2 separate regions of the Salmo salar genome follow, and region 2 is linked to region 1. The links are chromatin contacts, called in public Hi-C maps. All regions are on one chromosome and are shown on one strand. Each heading gives the region's core, a stretch centred on a gene start, on an enhancer-like site or on the middle of the called end of the contact. The rest is flanking DNA. Distances are from core to core; before and after follow the strand shown. Region 1 holds the start of LOC106580578 (ELMO domain-containing protein 3). Region 2 holds the start of LOC106580571 (chondroitin sulfate N-acetylgalactosaminyltransferase 1).

Evidence for each region. A called contact is a pair of places that touch in the nucleus more often than the background predicts.
Region 2: a Hi-C map of muscle shows a contact between it and region 1, with 8 times the contacts expected there. The contact joins the promoter of LOC106580571 here to the promoter of LOC106580578 in region 1. A contact is called at or near these places in 2 of 3 Hi-C or Micro-C datasets (gill and muscle).

Annotation. Positions count from the first base shown.
Region 1 is chrssa20:39,063,382-39,070,484 of Ssal_v3.1, reverse strand. LOC106580578 (ELMO domain-containing protein 3) reads left to right here and starts at 3,908. Exons shown (of 14, transcript XM_045703310.1): 1 at 3,908-4,011; 2 at 4,761-5,254; 3 at 5,728-5,893; 4 at 6,038-6,112; 5 at 6,717-6,791; 6 at 6,908-6,977. The coding sequence starts at 6,720.
Region 2 is chrssa20:39,213,182-39,220,284 of Ssal_v3.1, reverse strand. It overlaps LOC106580571 (chondroitin sulfate N-acetylgalactosaminyltransferase 1), which reads right to left and starts at 3,788. Exons shown (of 10, transcript XM_014161771.2): 1 at 3,530-3,788; 2 at 1,275-1,867; 3 at 836-936; 4 at 484-656; 5 at 1-215. The coding sequence starts at 1,658.

The sequences.
Region 1 (7,103 bases), core at 2,659-5,158:
CCTGGCGATGCGTTGGGCTGAGCGCATCACCCTCTGGAGAGCCCTGCGGTTGCGGATGGTGCAATTGCCATACCAGGTGATGATACTGTGTCACGAGAATTTTCAATCCCAATGATGATAACTAACAATTATTTTAAGCTTTGACCAATCCTCAAGGTTTGTAAGACCCTGGGTTTAATAATAATTAGGCAAAGACTCAGCTTATGCAAAAGGTCCGTACACAGTTGAATTGTTCTCGATATTTTCTTAGACACACACACACACACATTTCTATCCCTCACCTGTCTCTACCAAACCTTATTGGACTTATGTTTAGTACTTTAATCATTCATTATACATGCTACATAAACTAATAATCACTAATAGTTACGTTTCAGGGTGGAATATTTTAATCATTACCTTTAAGCATATAATTCCCTTATCATACTTCCCGACAGGAAGCTGTCAATGGTGCATCTGTAGAAGTTTGTGAGGGTCTTCTTCACCACGCTGTCTGTGTGAATGGACCATTTCAGGTTGTCAGTGATGTGCACGCCGAGGAACTTGAAGCTTTTCACCCTCTCCACTGCGGCCCCGTCGATGTGGATGGGTGCTCTCTGCTGTCTCCTGATCAGATCCTTAATTTTGTTGACATTGACCACCTCCCTGTAGGCTCTTGTCATTGTTGGTAATCAGGTCTACCACTGTTGTGTCGTCAGCAAACTTAATGATGGTGTTGGAGACGTAAGTGGCCACAGAGTCATGGGTGAACAGAAAGTACAGGAGGGTCTGAGCACACACCCTTGTGGGCCCCCGTGTTGAGGATCAGCGTGGCGGAGGTGTTGTTGCCTACCTTCACCACCTGGGGTCGGCCCTTCAAGAAGTCCAGGGCGGGGTTCAGACCCAGGGCCCTGAGTTTAGTGATGAGCTTGGAGGGCACTATGGTATTGAAGTCTGTGCTGTAGTGGATGAACAGCATTCTTACATAGGTATTCCTTTTGTCCAGATGAGAGAGGGCAGTGCAATGGCATTTGCGTCATCCTTGGATCTGTTGGGGCGGTATGCAAATTGTAGTGGGTCTAGGGTGTCGGGTAAGGTGGAGGTGATATGATCCTTAATTAGACTCTTAAAGCACTTCACGATGACAGAAGTGAGTGCTACGGGGCGACAGTCATTTAGTTCAGTTACCTTCGCTTTCTTGGGTACAGGAACAATGGTCGGCATCTTGAAGCAAGTGGGGACAACAGACTGGGATAGGGAGAGGTTGAACATGTCTGTAAACACTCCAGCCAGCTGGTCTGCACATGCTCTGAGAACTCGGCTTGGGATGCCGTCTGGGCCGGCAGCCTTGCGAGGGTTAAGACGCTTAAATGTTTTACTCATGTTGGCAACAGAGAATGAGAGCTCACAGTCCTTGTGAGCGGTGGTGGCCGGTGTTGATGGCTCTGTGTTTTCCTTCAAAGCAAGCGAATAAGGTGTTTGGCTATTCCAGGAGCGAGGCGTCGGTGTCCGCAGCGTGGCTGGCTTTCCCTTTATAATCCGTGATTGTCTGGAGTCCCTGCCACATATGTCTCATGTCTGAGCCGTTGAATTGCGACTCCACTTTGTTCCTGTACTGTCGTTTGTAGGTTTTCGCTCCAACTCTAATCTAGCGCACCCGCTTCTAATAATTAGCTGGTTGATAAGATGAATCAGGTTAGTTCAAAGGAAATCAAATCAAATGTTATTGGTTGTGGACACATATTTTGTTGCTGTTATCGCAGTTGCAGCGAAATGCTTATGTTTCTAGCTCCAGCAGTGCAGTAACACCTAACAATACAACTGGGATTGTAGTGAAAACCTACAGGAGGGTAGCTCTCCAGGAACAGGGTTGGACAGCCCTGGTACTGTTCACATGATACATGGGAAGAGAATAAGAGACAAAACCTATTTCATGAGTAAAGAGGGAAGGGAATGTATGACCTCACAACATAGCCAAGTGATGATAAGTGAAGTAACTAAACAAAATAGACAAAAAACAACAATCTGACTACTCCATGACAAAGATGACAACCATGGTTCAATTCCCTCTTCCGAAAAAGCATTTTCTATGTCCTCAATTGTAACGTAGTTCCCATGCCTCAGTCTGTTTCTCTGTGGCCGCCTGGCCGGCTAACCCTGATGCTGGATGGGATGGAGAGCACCAGTCTAACTACCTAGTGTACGTCACTCCAGCCCACCCATGTTCTACCACAATGATGTCAAAGGTTTACATAGCTGGCATGCCAGGTGGGATCTGGTCAGAGATGTTATTTCTCAGAGTACATGTCCATGCTGAGCCCTGTGAGCTGACCACACAGCCAGGGACAGTCAGTCACCAGGAATAGCTGCTTTCCTACCAGCGTTTGCCCTTCGCCATTGGATAACTGTTAACACATTGGTGAACTAACCGCATGTATAGCTTATCGTAAAAGTTTTGGCAAAATGTTGAAAAATATTCAATTTGAGGTATTTCTACCCCTTAATATGTATTTAAAAGCAGAACAGCATGTGCATGTGCTAAGTTAGTCAACTAATACAATGTGACCTGGTCTAAGTGTTGGACAGTTTTGTGATTTTCCCTTAAAGTTATGATTGGGTGGGGTTAACCTGACTCTAGGGGCGTGTTCCTCTGCCTAGGCATTGCTGACGTCTACCAGATCTTACAACGCCTGGATAGGTATTTTACTTATCAGCTAACCACATAATTTGTCAAAGCAATCTGTCAGTCAATGACGTGGCACACAATCATTGGTTGATGCATGCAACATCTGAGCAGCGGAACGCAACCTAGATCTGTGACAATGTGAAACGGTCCATTTTTATTGTAATTTTTTATTACTGGCCAATCCACCACCACCCCTCTTCGGAGGACACAAAGTTTATTTGTTAAAAATACATTTTTGTTACAAATACATTTTTACATACATGGTACTTTTATACATAATATTCCATAACATATTTGTATTTTATATACACATTTGGATTCATAGGATTTAAAAAAAAACATTTGGATACATAGTGCTCAGACATGTCCAGTACACAGAATATATATTATTTTCAGATTAAATCCAATACAGATTAAATCCACTCCTCAATTGCTCTCATCCCATCCCACCTATCTCCATAGACCACCCTCTCTTGATTTCCTTGACCCATATATTGTTTAACTGTGCTGTGATGTCATACATAGATTCTGAATCTTTCTAATCGCATATCATCAACAGATTGTAAGTTTAATTGCTTTGCTAAGTGTATTATTATGTTGTTTATTGATTGACTATGGCTTTCCAGATCGCCCAACAGTGCTATTTGTAAGGTTAATTCATTTTAAATGCCAGATGTTTTTGAGGGGTTTGAAGGATGGACGATATGAAATGACGGTCACTTCATTTTGACCTGTAGACCTTCAGTAGGTCTACCATACAGCATCCTGCTATATCACAAAAAGGGCCTCAGTACGCACAAACACGTGGCAGGTAGCCTAGCGGTTAGAGCGTTGGGCTAGTAAGGTGGAACAAATCTGTTTATGTGTCCTTGAGGAAGGCACTTAACCTTAATTGCTCCAGGGTTGCCATTGAAAATGGAAGACCCTGGCTATGACCCCACTCTCTGTGTGTGTCTCAGGGGCGAATTGGGATATGCAAAAAATATATAATACATTTCCATTTCTGATGTGTATTATACACATTTGTACATGTGTGAAACAAGACAAATATAAGCACCCATATATATTATCACACACACTTTATTTCTGGCCACTTTACAGGACAGGTGCATTATGGTTATATACGTTTTTATATTACCATAAATTGCTACCTATACCACCTATTTGCATTGTCCAGTACAATCAAGGTCCATTCTGGGAAACGTGTCCCTGGGTTAGCTTTAACCATGACGTAATCGAAAAGGAACCAGCACAGGCAGAGCAGGAAACCACAATTCCCAGAATGCACTTGACGTTAACTGTGGAAAGGGGGAAGGGAAACTGAGATTGGAGGGAGAGAAACTGAGGTAAAATCAATAGTATTAAACTATGATATAGACAATCGCTGTTGTTAGATGAATGTTTAAGAAACTGATGGAAATGTAAAATATCAAAAAACGTTTTTTTAGTCTCCAGAAGGCCAGTAGTTACTGTAGTTAGTGATATGCTTGTGGAAACAGATTGCATGATTGTGGAAAAAGGCTAGCTGGAGGACAGTTGTGAGCCACTGATGTTGAGTTAGATAATAGCCAGTTGCCTGTCTTCGCACAAATTATATGCAACAAAAAAAAACATGCATTAATGATGCATGTAGATAAATAACAAGATTGACCTGCCATTAAAAACAATGCTGGGATCTGTTAACAGTTAATGTACTGTAGACTAACTAGCAGATAGCCTGCCAGCTCAGTGGTCAGCCCACGTAGCTTCCTACAGCATACCGGTAGTTAGCTTAGCTATGTCAGTTACAGGGAACGTTAACCAAGTTTCAGATTGTACCTTGACGTTTTTCTTAAGCTAACCACTTTTTTGTGTAGGGTGTGAGTTGATCTTTGGCACTAGCTACAGTAACTCACGTTGGCCATTTGGTAATGTTAGTTTGACAGGTGGATAACGATTCTATGTACTGTAGCTAGATAATCATTCAATGAGTTTCGATACTTTCCCCAAAGAAAATAGAACGTCATTGATCAGTGTTTATGAACAATTATAATTTCGCTTTTGGCATTATTTTTATGAGCTACCCACCTTGTTTTTTTTCTGCCCCAAATTGCAGATATCCGTGACAACCAGTTTGACATAACATGTCATGAGTGCCCCCTATTGGTTGGATCTTGTCAAAGAGAAGGCCCACTTCACCAAGACTCACCCCACCTTGGTTTGAGCATTGCTATATTGTGGATGTGAGGTGCCAACATTGAGTGTCAAAGCAATGAAGCAGCTGGGAAAGAGAGAGGCCACCCTAGATCAGCAGTGTCCATACCCAGCTCTGCAGCCCCTCTAATGGGGCAGGATGCAAAACAAAATGTATTCAAAGACATCTACCTGTTGACTACTCTGGACCGAGAGAGCGAGAGGAAGGAAGGGGACGTTTGACAAGCAGTATTTGTGGAAAGGGACACAGCAGACATGGGGGTCTTCCCAATACCTCTTCTGACTGCCTCATTCTGGGGGAAAAGGCTTTAAAGGGTAGAGCAGGGATTACACACTCACACACACACACACACTCATGCCATGGAAGGGGACAGTGGTGTCACAGCACACACAGAGGTAGGTGGTTTAACCTTGCATAGCCTAACCTTTTAAAGGAGTTTAAACTGTGTGTAAACAATGTGATTGGCAGTCTCACCCGCAGTATATAATGAAATGGAACAGTGTCAGTCAAGTTCCAAATCAACATTTTGGGCTTCGTTGCAGTCTGTTTGATCTGTTCACGTTACCTGGATACTGGCTGTGTGATACCATCACAGGTGTAGACGGTTTGGGTGTGGTGTGGTGGTATTTGATCAGATTGCACATAGACCTGTTACTGCAGCAAGTTTCCATCTGCTTCACAGTAAAACCTCCTAGTACTGTATACACATCCATTTCGCAGCTATTTCTCAGGTGAGCATGGCTGAGTTCACTTTTGGTGGACCTAATTAACTGCAGGTATCTCTGTGTATCTATTGACATATCCTTAAAATGTGTGGTGTTTAGGGGACTTTTCTTCTCCCTTCTGTTTTTAATCCCCTTTGTTTTAGTGAGTGAAGGAGGAAGTAATGAAGCAGCTTCCCCTGTAGAGTGTTGACATGGGGAAATAAAAGGTGTCCACTACCAAGTAACCTAACAGTTTGCTCTCTGCTTAGCAATAATCTCCCTGCAGTGTCTACCTCACTGTCTGCCCTGGCACTGTGCCACCCTGCCCAGGTGAGAAGGCTACCGGCTGATCTTCTGCTGCATCTAATTCCACAGAGACGTTCCTGCACTCTTTTCTCTGGAGCTGTGTGTGTGTGTGTGTCTGAATCTGTGTTTCTGATGATGCCTCTTGTTCTGTGCCCCCCCCCCCCCTAGGGTCTGAATGGAGCGTTCCATCATGAATGTAAAGAGACAGAGGAGCTAACCAATGGCCACTCCAACCACAAACCTGTGAGTACAACAACCGACCAGAGGATCCCGTTTAGAGATATGTTTTTTACAATGTTTATTGAGATGGAATTGTTGAATATACCTCTTGTGTTGTCAGCGTTATGGACTGGTAGCTTTTTGGTCCTGCTGTTGTATGCTGCATTATAGGGCTGGGAATGACCGGAGACCTCATGATACGATATTATCACAATACTTAGGTGCCGATACGATATGTATTGAAATTCTATATGTATTGCGATCTGATGTTCCAAACATATTGCTCACTATATGTCTGCTGCAGAGAGACAAGAGCCATGAGAAAACTAGTTTTGATCAGTCAGGGAAATAAAAGTGCTGAAAACATGTTGACTCACTATTTAAAAAGAAGATGGAGAATAAGCTATAGGATGAAAAATAAGGGAGTTTTGGCGCCAGTACAGCCAACTTGCGCTAGCTAACGCTACCTACAGTTTGTTTTTAACAAAATGATACTTGGAGTCACATATCGATATAATATCGTCCCAAAATAATATTGTGATATGTAACTATGAACCCCCCCATCGCTATTGCATTGTGTAACCTGTTGTTTTGTGTTATGTAACCTGTTGTGTTTCTGTATTCCCAGGTGATGAATGGACTGATGCCAGGTCATAGCGTCAAAGAGCACGCCAACAGTAGTTCAGTGCTCAAATCTCTGCCAGTGAGTTGCTCTATACTGGCCCAGAAACCGTCCATCACAGCACCACTGTCGCTGTTCTCTTTCTATTAGAGTTTCTGTGTTTACATATATTATATATTTTATTGGGATTCGTCTAGATTTCAGCTCTGAAGCAGAATGGCCTTCTGCAGTCCCTGGCAGCAGGAGGAAAGCAACCCAAGACAGAAAGTAAGACACACACACACACACACACACACACACACACACACACACACACACACACACACACACACACACACACACACAGTGGCCCCTCTTCCCAAAGGAACAACCATATATCCTAGCTACCAGGCC
Region 2 (7,103 bases), core at 2,539-5,038, 150 kb before region 1:
GAAGTTGTTGATGAACTGTCTGAATGTGTCAGCCCTCCTGGACAGTGGTACTATGATGTTGATGAGCATGTGGCGTGTGTCCACCCTCTCATTCTTCACCCTGACCACCGGGCCGAAGGGTCTGAAGAACACCAGCTGTCTGAAGTCCTGCGGCCCCTCGCCCTTAAACATCAGTTCATACACTGTCCCCTTGTCACGCTCTGTACGGGTCAGCCCTGTTAGGGATGGATGGACGGACGGACAGACAGACATACAGACAGACATACAGACAGACGGATGGACGGACGTACAGGTGGACAACAGACAAACATCAGCAAGTACAAATCATTTAAACAATCGCAAATTGTGTTCGTGACCCTCTGGAGATCTGAGAGGATTTCATACTTGTAAGCAATTTGTTGAAAAATTCCACCTTTTTCATATTATAATTCCACCTAGACAATAGGAGAGTAAAGTACACTTGGCTGGGCCCAACACGCTCACCCTCTATGAAGTCCGATGGTGAATAGGAGCGTCGGCGGCGCTCCCCGTGTCTCCGGGGTCCGTTGAGGACCTGCAGGGCTATCTCTAACGTGCCTGTCAGCTCGTCTCTCCGGTCCTTCCTCACAGGCCTCTCCTCTGGATGACGGGTCAGCCCCATCTCGAGCTGGTACACCCTGGAAAACAACCATCCTGAGTAGCACTGCATTTATACTGTACCTCAAAATGGCAACGTGCTTATGGTTATGAATATGGTCAAGAGGTTTCCATGGTCAGGTAATGTGGTTAGTGTAAAGCTCAGGGGTCTAATTATAATGCCTTTGAAATAAATAAGGTCAAAGGTCACTTGACTGACCTGTGCAGGGTGAAGCTTTCGAAGGGAATCACGGCGTACTCACTGGGCAACTTCTCACCAGACTGGACCTCAGCCCGGCTCAATTGGGCCTTGAAGAACTCCTGCCGGAAGAGTTGACATACTGATTGATAAAGATGCACACACACACGCGCACGCACACACGCATACACTCATGCACAAACACACACTGGACCTCAGCCCGGCTCAACTGGGCCTTGAAGAACGCCTGCCGGAAGAGTTGGCACACTGATTGATAAAGATGCACACACACACACACACACACACACACACACACATGCACATGCACACACTCACGCAATAACACACACACACACACACACACACACACACACACACACACACACACACACACACACACACACACACACACACACACACACACACACACACACACACACACACACACACAAACACTCACCTGGAGGTCGGTGTGTGTCTGGGGCCTACGCAGGCCCTCCAGCCCCATAGGTAGAACCCCTTTGGCCCTGGCCTTTTCCAGAGACTCCTGCAGCTGCTGGGTCCTCATCTGGAGAGCCTCTTTGAGCTGGGCTATCTGCTTACTGAGACTGTTAATATAGTGCCTGTGTGTGTCCTCGCTCTCCTGCAGTAGCGCCAGGTAACCCTCTTTACTGGTGGCTCCTCCAGCCCAGACCTGGGCCTGTTCATGGCTGTAGCTGCTGGGGGGTTTGCAGGCCAGCAGGTAGAGTAGAGACAGGCAGCAGCACACCACTAGTGCTATGACCCCAACACGGGCCACCAGAGCTAACAGCCACCTCCGGAGCATTGTGGATTCAGAGCACATTAGCGTTTACGCAGCACATCTCTGGAGCATGGTAGGGGCTTTCAGCTTATAGAGGTCATCCTTCCCGTCGTCTTCACTGTCCACACTCATCTCTCAAGTCCCCCATGACAGAATGGTCTTAATGTCCCACGACACTCATTCCACCGATAGAGGAAGTCCATCACAGCATATTCATGCCATACTAAATGTTAAAGGGCATTCTTCCTTGCCTGAAATGGAAAACAAATGTATTAAGTTTCTAATAGTAAATTCCAGCTTTAACAAACACACTGTAGTAAAACCTGAGTCGTGATTACAGAATCAGGCTATGGGACAGTACATATCCAAGCAAAAGTCAGGCTCCTGTTAGGCTCCTACATTCAGTAGGACAGCTGTATGACTGACAATGTGTGGACTGTGGATGAATGACATACAGTATGTTCCAAATTAAAGAGGCAGATTATTATATTTACGTTACAGTATCAGAAAAGAAGATAAGTCGATTTAGAGTAGTGGTCGGCAAAAGGCAACCGGTCCGGTGTTTTTTTTGTGCGGAATGGTTTTAGTAAAAAATAATAACATATGTTTGGGGGTGGAGGGGCATTATAGTTTTTCCCCAAAAAGACTGTAAAATCACCAGGAATTCAGCCAAAAATGTGTATAATTTAGGAAATCTGATCCCAACTATTCACACAACTTAAAAAAAGGCAGATGTGATCGTGTCGCACTCGTGTGCGCGTGTGTGTGTGTGTGTGTCGGACTGTACTAATATAAGACATACAGAGAAACACCTGAACTTACATACTCTTGCAGAACCACAGCGCTGTAGAAGAAAATGCAGGACACAAACCTCTCTCTATATCTGTGTGTGTGTGTGTAGGTGTGTTTTGTTAGTCAACGTTAACTCACAGCACAGTTAGCCCTTTATAGACCAGGTAGAGGTTGAACTCATGAAAGAGCTGCTTATGTTTCCAGGTCCACTCGAACTGTCAGAGAAGATACACATAGCCTGCAGTACACACCCGTGTGTGTGTGTTTCTCAGAAAGGATACAGACAGCCTACAGATGTAGAATCTTAATTTGATCACCCTGTTGCAGGATCCATTTAAAAAGTGTATTGTATTTGAGGTTTAAAAAGGCTTCTGAAGTTTGTAATATCCACTTTGAAATTTCAGACTTGATTTTCCCTTACGAAAAATATGTCAGCCACTACAAAAATGTCCATTAATTATAATCCACATAATAATTTACATTTCCTGTTGCTGCAGAATTATTTTCCTGATGTAGCAAACTGGCTCAAATTAAGATCCTAGATCCAGTCCACACTATAGGATATTATACAGCCTGCTAATGTGTATGTGTGTGTACGTGTGTGTGTACATGTGTGTGTACGTGTGTGTGTGCGTGCGTGTGTGTGTGTGTGTGTCAGTTTTTGTCAGAAATGTGTAAAAACAATGTTATTTTTATACTGATACTCTGTAGTGCACTGCATTTCAGATGTATTTTTTACTCCAGTTATTATGCTTATGCTAGCAATCTTGTTGAGCTGAGCTTTGCAATGAAACATTGAGCCATCATTATAACAAATTATAAATGAAGTGACATGGACTTTGGTCATGTTGCAGGACAGCTACCAGAGAGTTGAAAATACATACTTTTAATGAAGATACAGATCTTTATCCGATGAAGGGGTCTTTACTGAAATACCATATCTACGCACATATAAGTAAACTGATACTGAGATTCATATTTAACTAACATATCTCTCTGATTCAGTTTGACATTAACTTTCTGATTTTACTCAGAGAAACAGACAAACAAGTCTGCAATCCACATACCCTCAATAACTAAACACTTCTTATTCAATATAAAACGATGTATACTTTACTCACCAACTGCTCTCCATCTCTCGGCATGCAACATAGCAGAGATAAGACAGATCCAACATGATTTAATAATTGCCACGCATCTCTTTTCAGAGTTAGCAAACTTACTGCACAGAGCTCTGCGCTTCATTCATATTAGCCCACGACAGAGCTCTCTCTCTCTTTCTCTCTCCCCCTTCCTCTTACTCTGTCACTCTCTCATTAGGACTGAGAGCGAGAGAGAAAGAGAGCAAGAGAGAAAGAGAGAGCAAAAAAGAGAGAGGGGGACACAGAGAGAGCTGAAATGGCCCTCTTTGGCTGAGCTCACTGCTGCTGAGTGCACCCTCTGTCTCGGCCTTCCTCTTCCTCCCCCCACTACTCCCTCTCCTCCCTCGTTCTCACCATGAGAGCAGTGTTTGTTAGTGTGGGGTTGTATCAGTAGTATGAAGTAACTTCCTTTCCTACCCAGTCCGTTCACCTATTAGTGGTACTAAAGTAAATTATATTAGGAAAGGAGATAAGGAGATAGGACTATAAAGACTATTGGGACACAACCTGAGCTCCAATCTCAAACTCCTAATCCTCTTCTTGAAATCCCCCCTTTTAAAGGTTTCAGTCTCTTTGACAGTGAAGTCTAACTAGTAATACGAGTGGGAACTGGCTTTAGAAGCTTTATGATGATTTGACACATGCACGCTATCCTAATTTCTTACTAGATCATTGGTAGCTGTAGGATTAAGTGTGATGGAAATGTACATGCTGTATCTACATTCCAATTGAGCTCTACCAGATGAAACATATTTGTCCAAGAGTGACATAAAGGGAGTTTAATTTTGATAATATAAGACCATTGAACAGTTTTTGTTGAGATAAGGAGATAATCAAATTCATATATTAGATGTAGACTGAGGAAGCAGCAGAATTGCATGTCTCCACGAGTATCCTTTACAGAAATAACACTTCAGATGATATTCTTATGTTGTACCAGAGGGTGGCGCCAGAGACACTATCAGGCTCAGTATGCACACACACGCACAGACACACTTGACAAAGTAGTCAAGAAATAAACAACTTGTAAAGTAGTAAACTAAGAAGAAGGGTAAACCCCTCCATTTATTCAAGTCACATTTGTGTACGCCGACTGATTTAAAAACGTGCAATGTGGCTGGTGTAGGAAAACCAAACGTTTCTACAAACCTCAGGCACATTACAGGTGCTGTAGGTGGTGCTATACAGTAGTTCTCCAGTAGTTATCTTCATCCCATGGTCAGTACTGGGATGTACCTCCATGGCACAGGCGAACGTTACATACACTGCATTCGGAAAGTACTCAGACCCCTTGACTTTGTCCACATTTTTTTTTCTTTTTCCCACACATCAATCTACATACAATAGATTATAATGACAAAACAAAAACAATTTTGAAATTTTGCTAATTTATTCAAAATAAAAACATTGAAATATTACTTTTACATAAGTATTCAGACCCTTTACTCCGTACTTTGTTTAAGCACCTTTGGCAGTGATTACAGCCTCGAGCCTTCTTGGGTATGATGCTACAAGCTTGGCACATCTGTATTTGGGGAGTTTCTCACATTCTTCTCTTGCAGATCCTCTCAAGCTCTTCCAGGTTCGATGGAAAGCTATTTTCAGGTCTCTCCAGAGATGTTAGATTGGGATCAAGTCCGGGATCTGGCTGGGCCACTCAAGGACATTCAGAGACTTGTCCCGAAGCCACTCATGCATTGTCTTGGCTGTGTGCTTAGGGTCATTGTCCTGTTGGAAGGTGAACCTTCGCCCCATTCTGAGGTTCCGAACACTCTGGAGCAGGTTTTCATCAAGGATCTCTCTGTACTTTGCTCCATTTACCTTTCCCTTGATCCTGACTAGTCTTCCAGTCCCTGCCACTGAAGAACATCCCCCCACCATGCTTCCCCGTAGGGATGGTACCAGGTTTCCTCCAGACGTGACGCTCGGCATTCAGGCCGAAGAGTTCAAGCTTGGCTTCATCAGACCTAAGAATCTTGTTTCTCATGTCCTGAGAGTCCTTTAGGTGCCTTTTGGCAAACTCCAAGCGGGCTGTTGTGTGCCTTTTACTGAGGAGTGGCTTCCGTCTGGCCACTCTACCATAAAGCCCTGATTGCTGGAGTGCTGCAGAGATGGTTGTCCTTCTGGAAGGTTCTCCCATCTCCACAGAGGAACTGTGTCAGTGACCATCGGGTTCTTGGTCACCTCCCTGACTAAGGCCCTTCTCCCCCGATTGCTCGGTTTGGCCGATCAGCCAGCTCAAGGAAGAGTATTGGTGGTTCCAAACTTCTTCAATTTAAGAATGATGGAGGGCCTCCCGAGTGGCGCAGCAGTCTAAGGCACTGCATCGCAGTGCTAGCTGTGCCACTAGAGATTCTGAGTTTGAGTCCAGGCTCTGTCACAGCCAGCCGCGACCGGGAGACCCATGGGGTGGCGCACAATTGGCCCAGCGTCATCCGGGTTAGGGGAGGGTTTGTCCTGCAGAGATGGCCTTGTCCCATCGTGCACTAGCGACTCCTGTGGTGGGCCGGGCGCAGTGCACGCTGACACAGTCGCCAGGTGCACAGTGTTTCCTCCGTGCGGCTGGCTTCTGGGTTAAGAGGTCATTGTGTCAAGAAGCAGTGTGGCTTGTGTTGTGTTGTGTTGTGTTGTATTTCGGAGGACGCACGGCTCTCAAGCTTCGCCTCTCCAGAGTCTGTATGGGAGTTGCAGCAATGAGACAAGACTGTAACTACCAATTTGGTACCATGAAATTGAGGAGAAAATGGGGTGAAAAGAATGATGGAGGCCACTGAGTGGTGCCGCTCTCTAAGGCACTCCATCACAGTGATAGAGATGTCACTACAGACCCAGGTTCAATCCTGGGAGACCAATAACTGAATGATGGAGGCCACTGTGTTCTTGGGATCTTTAGGATCCTGAGTGGTGCAGCGGTCTAAGGCACTCCATCACAGTGCTAGAGCTGTCACTACAAACCTGAGTTCAATCCCAGGCAGTATCACAACCGGCCGTGCTTGGGAGTCCTTTAGGTTGGTGCACAATTGGCCCAGTGTCATCTGGGATAGGCATTGTAAATAAGAATTTGTTCTTAACTGACTTGCCTAGTTAAATAAATAAAAACAATCAATGCTACAAAAAAAATGGTGCCCTTCCCCAGATCTGTGCCTTGACACAATCCTGTCTCGGACTTCTAGGACAATTCCTTTGACCTTGGTTTTTGCTCTGACGTGCACTGTCAACTGTGGGACCTTATATAGACAGGTGTGTGCCTTTCCAAATCATGTCCAATCAATTGAATTTACCACAGGTGGATGCCAATCAAGTTGTAGAAACATCTCAAGGATGATCAATGGAAACAGGACGCACCTGAGCTCAATTTCTAATCTCATAGCAGTGTCTGAATACTTAGTTAAATAAAGGTATTTCTGTTTCTTATTTTTAATACATTTGCTAAAATAAAATAAAAACTGTTTCCACTTTATCATTATGGGGCATTGTGTGTAGATTGATGAGTAAGAATGTAATTTAATCAATTTTAGAATAAGGCTGTAACGTAACAAAATGTGGAAAAAGG